Regions from separate parts of the Danio rerio genome. Here region 2 is linked to region 1. Evidence: chromatin contacts called from public Micro-C data. All regions are on one chromosome and are shown on one strand. Each heading gives the region's core, a stretch centred on a gene start, on an enhancer-like site or on the middle of the called end of the contact. The rest is flanking DNA. Distances are from core to core; before and after follow the strand shown. Region 1 overlaps adarb2 (adenosine deaminase RNA specific B2 (inactive)). Region 2 has its middle 110 kb from the start of ccny.

What was found. Hi-C and Micro-C count contacts between places; a contact is called where the count stands out from the background.
Region 2: a contact with region 1 is called in a Micro-C map of caudal fin, with 2.0 times the contacts expected there. The contact joins two enhancer-like sites. A contact is called at or near these places in 1 of 18 Hi-C or Micro-C datasets (caudal fin) and 1 of 4 datasets of contacts at active chromatin or transcription factors (caudal fin).

Annotation. Positions count from the first base shown.
Region 1 is chr24:4,268,014-4,271,452 of GRCz12tu, reverse strand. All of the region lies in intron 1 of adarb2 (adenosine deaminase RNA specific B2 (inactive)), which reads left to right. The region is part of intron 4 of LOC141380808 (a long non-coding RNA gene); the gene reads right to left. Among named protein-coding and RNA genes, the nearest start is that of adarb2, 52 kb to the left of the region's middle. Within about 2 kb of position 1,747, at least 17 of the 62 cell types and tissues checked have an H3K27ac peak or open chromatin away from gene starts, as enhancers often do. A contact at or near this core is called in caudal fin, where this site is marked.
Region 2 is chr24:4,450,809-4,454,492 of GRCz12tu, reverse strand. No RefSeq gene overlaps it. Among named protein-coding and RNA genes, the nearest start is that of ccny, 110 kb to the left of the region's middle. Within about 2 kb of position 1,437, at least 37 of the 62 cell types and tissues checked have an H3K27ac peak or open chromatin away from gene starts, as enhancers often do. A contact at or near this core is called in caudal fin, where this site is marked.

The DNA.
Region 1 (3,439 bases), core at 498-2,997:
CATATTTAGAAGTCTTAGACCTTTGCAATGATATGTAGTTGGTCATAATTAGATTAGTATTTAATTGCAAATAAAAGGATGGAAACTTAAGCATCCCGGAGTTTGCTAACAGTATACCACTTGTGCTTATTTGAGGCTTTAAAAAAAAAAAAAACTTATCTCGAAGTAAATCAGGGCCTTTGGGTTGTATTAGTAAATGCCATTGGAACAGTAATTATATATACCAACAAATGAGATGTTTACACACCTCGAATTGAAAGGACATCCTGCACTCTAGGCTGTTATAACTTTGCATTCTTAACTAACAAGGTTGCATGCTCGGAGAAGTCTTTCAGCAGGTTCTGTCAATGAACGCACGGTAATCCTCCGACATCCCGTTACCATATAAGGCTAATGACGATTGCAGATAGTATCTGTGTGGGTCAGCCGTTCTCTGAATGCTTTTAACATGTACAAGCATACCAGACATACTCTCTGTCCCAGTTTCAGCTCGGTTGCCATGACGACCGCACATACACTGATAATACAGCGTGCAGGAAGCCGATTGCATCTGCGTTACAGCTCATGGATGGTGTCACACTTATTTGTTAGCACATGATGACTAATGTCTTCACGTTTTTAATTTGTCATTCAATTCAGAGGCCAATTACAATTAGAACATGCATAATATAGTGTCACAAAAAATATAGACGGTGATTGAATATGATTGGTTAAGAGTGTTGAATGGGTCTTATTTTGGTGCTGCTCAGGAATACAGCAAGCTAGGTGGTAAAGCTATCAGTGAGGTGTTTTTTTAAAGGTGCTGTTTGTACCTAGAGTCCATAAAGTTGTCATGGTTTTGTTAGATAGTTTGTGCTGTCTTAATTACATATTTCTATGTTTGTCTTGAGTTTGAACACATGGCTCAGTCTTTGTTTTTGTTTGCCATGTGGTACTCTCTTCCTGCATATTTGTTTCCCCTTACCACACACCATTGTTTAGCCCTCATCTATTCACCATTAGTGTAACTGTCTTCACCTGGTCCTTGTGTGTTTCCCTCCCTTTACATTGTGCTCTCTACCCTCATGTCGTTGCTGGTTCGTTGTTTGTGAGTCTGTGCTTTGTGTTTGTGTCAGATTGCAGCTTAAAATAGACAAATGTTACATGCCTCTATGTTTATGAAAATAAACTAAACACTACCTTGTTATTTGCACTTTGCACTACTGTGATTTGCGTAGTAGATCCATCCGCATGACAATGACGTCCTGTTTTTGTTTAACAGCACAATTTTTTCACAGTATTTCTTATAATGTTTTTTCTTCTTGAGAAAGTCTTATTTGTTTTATTTCGGCTAGAATAAAAGCAGCTTTTAATTTTTTTATAACCAATTTAAGGTCAATATTAGTTGCTCCCTTTAGCAATATTTGTTTTCGATTGTCTACAGAACAAACCACTGTTATATAGTGAGTGACTTGCCTAATTACCCTAACTTGTTTAGTTAAGCTAGTTAAGCCTTTAAATGTCATTTTAAGCTAAATGCTTGTATCTTATCTGGTAAAATACTATTAGAAATGAGTTATTAAAACTATTATGCTTCGAAATATGTTGAAAAAAAAAAACATTATCTCTGTTAAACAGAGTAAATATACAGGGGCCTAATAATTCTGACTTCGCCTGTGTTTCAATCCCAATATGACAAAGACACACTGGCATCCTGCATTGCATCACCACAGTGTGTGCTCTGGATGTTTCTCGCGAGTTGCATACTTGCAGACGTGTAACTATGCATGGAATTCCTCCATGTGGCAGCTTGCGCAAGGTAACATTTTATCTCAAGTTCAAGTTGAGTAAATTCCTTTTACCCGATAAAAGAGCCTTTATTAGACGCCTCTTACACAACATCCTGTTCATAAAAACAGTGCCGCAATGAAAACACCTATTGCAGAGTAGATAACGGGGCGCGGACAATAATATCTTCTCTGATCCGGGTTTGTTTCTGGAACTTTCTCTGTATTTGATCCGTTTTTATCCATGCTGAGGTGATGTGGCTCTTAACCTGAGCTACGGGAGAATTCCACTTGAGCCCTTATTTCCCATCTGATAGGATTCTGACCCTTGATTGACACCATCAGAAGAAGCTTGGATCCTTTTTTTTTTTACCTGTGAAACCCCAGATGAAGCTTCCAGCTCTCTCTATGAGTAACTATGGAGCATAAAAATATTGAACCACCCGCTCGTTCTGCTTTTGACCTATATCATATACAGTTGAAGTCAGAATTATTAGCCCCCCTGTACATTATTTTGCACAATTTCTGTTTGATGGAAATAAAATTTTTAATCATAATAGTTTTAATAACTCATTTCTAATAACTGATTTCTTTTATCTTTGCCATGATGACAATACAGAATATTTGACTAGATATTTTCAAGATATTCAGCTTAAAGAGACATTTAAAGGTTAGTTAGGATCATTAGGATAATTAGGTATAATGATGTATAATGTATAATTAGGTATAATGATGTATAAGGTATAATGTAATGTATAAGGATGGTTTGTTCTATAGACAATCAATTAAAATATTGCTTAATAATATTAATATTAGACCTTAAAACGTTTTTTTTAATTAAAAAACTGCTTTCATTCTAGCCAAAATAAAAAAGTGATGCCTCATTCAGACTGAACAATTTTTAAAGTTGTTACATTACATAAAGTTTAATTATAAACTAATTTCGAGAGGATCACGTGCTTATGACTGCTTGCAGCCGGCCCCGCATCATTCAATTGATAATTCACCAATAAGACGATTATTAAGCCACTATAAATACCCCAAGATCCATCTTTATTTTGAAGAATCCCCCCTTCCACCCCCACTTCTCCTCCTTTCCTAGATGGGTGGCACAGTGGTCCAGTGGTTAGCACTTGTGCCTCACAGCAAGAACGTCATTGGTTCTAGACCGTACCAAGTCAGCCGACGTTTCTGTGTGGAGTTTCTGTGTGTTTTTTGAATCGTCAAAAAACAAGCAACTTAAGTCAATTGACTAATCCAAATCGGCATCATAGACATGCTCCTAGTAAATGGTTATCTCTTAAGAGCAATCACTATCTGTTCATTAGCTATTACAGCAGGGGAGTTCTCGAGATCTATCTGAGCTCAAACTCCCCTCTCGCCTTGCAAACGGGAGGGAGCCCCGGGCTCGAGGATCTTATAAGCTCAGGGCTCTCTCCTTGGACAGCATGCCAAACAAGCTTTATTATCAATCATCAGCTAAGTGTGATCTCTTGAAAGATGTTTTCACACTGCATGACTATCTGGACTAGCGTTCTGTCTGTGCTGTGTTTTCTCTGCAGGACGGATCACTCTGAATGACTTTAAAAAAGGAAGAATCGCCGACAACTTTTTCTCAGTCCACAAACTACTTCTCACAACCAAACATACATGAGAAGTGACATGGAAACAAC
Region 2 (3,684 bases), core at 188-2,687, 180 kb before region 1:
CTGATTGGCTGACCAATCCCTTCACCCACCCCCTTCCCTAAACCCAACCAATAGTGTTTTCTAAAGCAATCTAGAAAAAGAAAAGTCCTTGCGGCTGCCTGATTTTTACCTTCTTTTCAGATCTGACCACTTTCTCACCCTGTTATTTACTTGTTTATTTTATTATTTGGCTTTTTTTTATTTACCTGCTTTCTGGAACCGTTCTTCGCCGGACTCAAATTCCATTGTTACGGTCAACTCTGCATTCTGTCTCAAGTCCTCCGACATACGTGGTGGTAATTGGTCAGCTATTAGCGTGAAAAGAAATAGAAGCCATTGGCAGTGTCATACTGCGCTGTATTGTTAATTTTAAAGACAAAATGCAGCCAGACATAGCTCTGGCTAAATAAATCGTGCTCTCCAGAAACGTATACGGGGATATGTTTTCACAGTGAGTCTGTGTTGCATTTTTTTATGCTATACTCCAAAATATGCATTAAAAGGAGGATGGAACCATAGGGTTAACTAAATCTGCATTCTGTAGAACTGAATCCCACTCAACTGGTTTCACATTGATGCAACTTCATTTCTATTTCTTGCCTGTTTTCTTTGTAAAGCTGCTCAAGCTATAAACATACAAACATTTCCATTGTATACAGTATACACATAGTATACTTGACTTCATTTGAATTACACAACCAAGGCATTTGATGATCTGTCTTGGATTTGAACTTATCGCCCCGTTTTCGCCTCACCTCAAAAGCCCCGGTTTCAATAGTCATCCATTAAGTTCATTAAAACTTTATGAGTGTTTTCGACTTGTGTTTCATAAGCGTGCTGTTACAACAAAAAGTTTGGTTCTTCACAGATCTGCGATTGTTCCTCTTCCCGACTTCAAAAAGAGTTGCTCAAGTCAGCGTGGGGATGGATGTTCAAGCCGAGGAGGGCATTGGAAACCGTCATAACGCTTAAATGTGAGACCTCTAGCCAGGCCGGACAGGAACAGATGTTTCTCATTATGCATTGGCCAGAGCAGGGTTTGTTTGTGTTGTTTAACAGCCTCTTTCTGCAGAATATTACGAAATTGCGTTACCCTAAAATACTGCCTCATTAACCTGCTTCTATACAAGTCTTTCAGCTTTTATCATGAGTCGTGTTTCATGAATCTCATACCGAGAGCTTCACATCACAAACACACCACAAGTTTCACAATGTTTTACTCTAACTATCGTGTTCACTTCAACTAAAAGCTGCAGTGCCTTACAATACATGTAGATGTGTGTTCTTGGAGTCGACTTGTTTTGTTTGTTGTGGTCTGAAGAGTAGCTGGTTGAGAATTGTCTTTGTGTACGTGTGCGGTTGCATGTGTGCATTTTTGTGTGAGTGGCGTGATAGTGAGGCATTGCTATATCCTGCAATGGACTTCCTGTGGTAACGCAAAACAGGACATGCTGTTCTGTCTGTAAGCAGCGGCTTCAATGAGTCACACTCATACAACCATGAAGGGATATCCCTGCTCCGGCCCTCCCACACACACACACACACACAAACACGCACATACACACACCCAGGCACACACATATATACAGTACACATATATATGCATGTACACACAAACACACACATACACACACAGGCACACACACATACATACACATATATTCGCATGTACACACAAACACACACATACGTTTTTACAGTACATACGCACGCGCACACTAACACACAATTTCACATATGTGTGAACACTCGAACACACATATACGCACACAAACACACACATACAAACACACATGTACACACACACATACGCATGTATATATGCACGCATATACATAGACACACACAAACTCACACACACAAATGCAAAGACACAAGTAGGCACGCACACATACTCACAGACACACACAAGTACACAGACATTCACACACACACATATATTCACATGCACACACACAAAATTTCACACTAACTCATGCACACACAAACACGTGCACATAAACACACAAAAATACAAACCTAAACACGTGCACACACACACACACACATAGACGCACACACACACATTGTATTTTCATATCTTATGGGGACTTCTCATAGACACAATGCTGCTTATACTGTACATGATGTAAATTCTGTCCTCCTCCCCTACCACAAACCCTCTCAGGACGCATTCTGCTCTTTTACATTTTCAAAATACTTCATTCTGGATGATTTATGAGCTCTGTTCCTCATGGGGACCAAAAAATGTCTCCACAAGGTCACAATTTACTAGAGTTAAGGGGACTGTTTGGTCACACACACATACACATACACACACCCAACCAAACCCAGACCTGCCCTGATGATTCACCATGAAGGCACGGAGCCCCTAGTGAGGGGTGTGTGGGTGTGTGTATGTGTGTGTGCAGAAGATCCATTCAAAAACACTGCTATCCATTGTGTTATTCGCAGATGACTTGGTTTTTTTATGTAATCGAGGATTATTTCCCCCCCAAAAAAAATTTCTCTGGATTTGTTTACATGTAAGTGTTTGCATTTAACTGTCAAACAAAGAAGTGTGGTTTAAGAGTAAACTAATTTCGAGAGGATCACGTACTTATGATTGATCCCGCATCAGCTTCACATATTGCGCCAATACAGATGAGCACTCCGACCCCTCTCCGGGCCAGTCAGCGTTTCTGTGCGGGATTGCATTTTCTCCCCGTGCTCGCATGGGTTTCCTCATGCTACTTTAAAGTAGCATCTTAGACACCCCATAGTCAGCTATAGCTCAGCTATTCCTAACACATTCACAAGCAGGGGAGTTCTCGAGACCTACCTGAGCTCAAACTCCCCTCTCGCCCTTCAAACACACTGAAAATAAATATTCAAAGATGATTCCTTTGATTTACTAAATTCTTTTACGTTAAGTGGTTGTAAACAATTTATTTGAGTTGGATTTAAACAAACAAATTAAGTTGAACATTAATACACTTAATTTGTTTGATTAAATTCAACCCATTTCAATGCAGGAAGGAGCCCTGGGCTCGAGGATATTTTGAGCTTAGGGGTCTCTCCTGGGAAAGCATGCCAAATATCCTTTATAATCAATCATCAAGTGAACACTCTTGAAAAAAGTTCAATAGAAATGTTAAGTAGTTATGCAATGCATTGCACCATGACATGCATGTGTTATGTATTTGTATATCTAAAGCATGATTTCTTTAACCGAGCGACATGGTGGCTCAGTGGTTAGCACTGTCGCCTCGCAGCAAGAACGATGCTGGTTCGAGTCCCTTCTGGGTCAGTTGGTGTTTCTGTGTGGAGTTTGCATGTTCTCCGTGTGCTCGCATGGATTTCCTCCGGATGCTCTGGTTTCCCCCACAGTCCAAACAATTGCACTATAGGTGAACTGAAAAAATAATTATAATTATTGGCCCTTGTGTATAAGTGTGTATGGATATTTCCCAGTACTGGGTTGCAGCTGGATATGCCTCCGCTGTGTAAAACACATGATGGATAAGTTGGTGGTTTGTTCTGCTGTGGCAACCCCTGATTAACAAAGGGACTAAGCTAAGGGAAAATGAATGAATGAATGAATGAATGAGTGAGTGAATGAATTCCTTTAACCTTTCCCTTTAAATTATAGCTTATTATACATGTTTATACCAAGGACTTGATCAGTTGGTGACTACATATTTAAAAAACAGGACTATCATACAG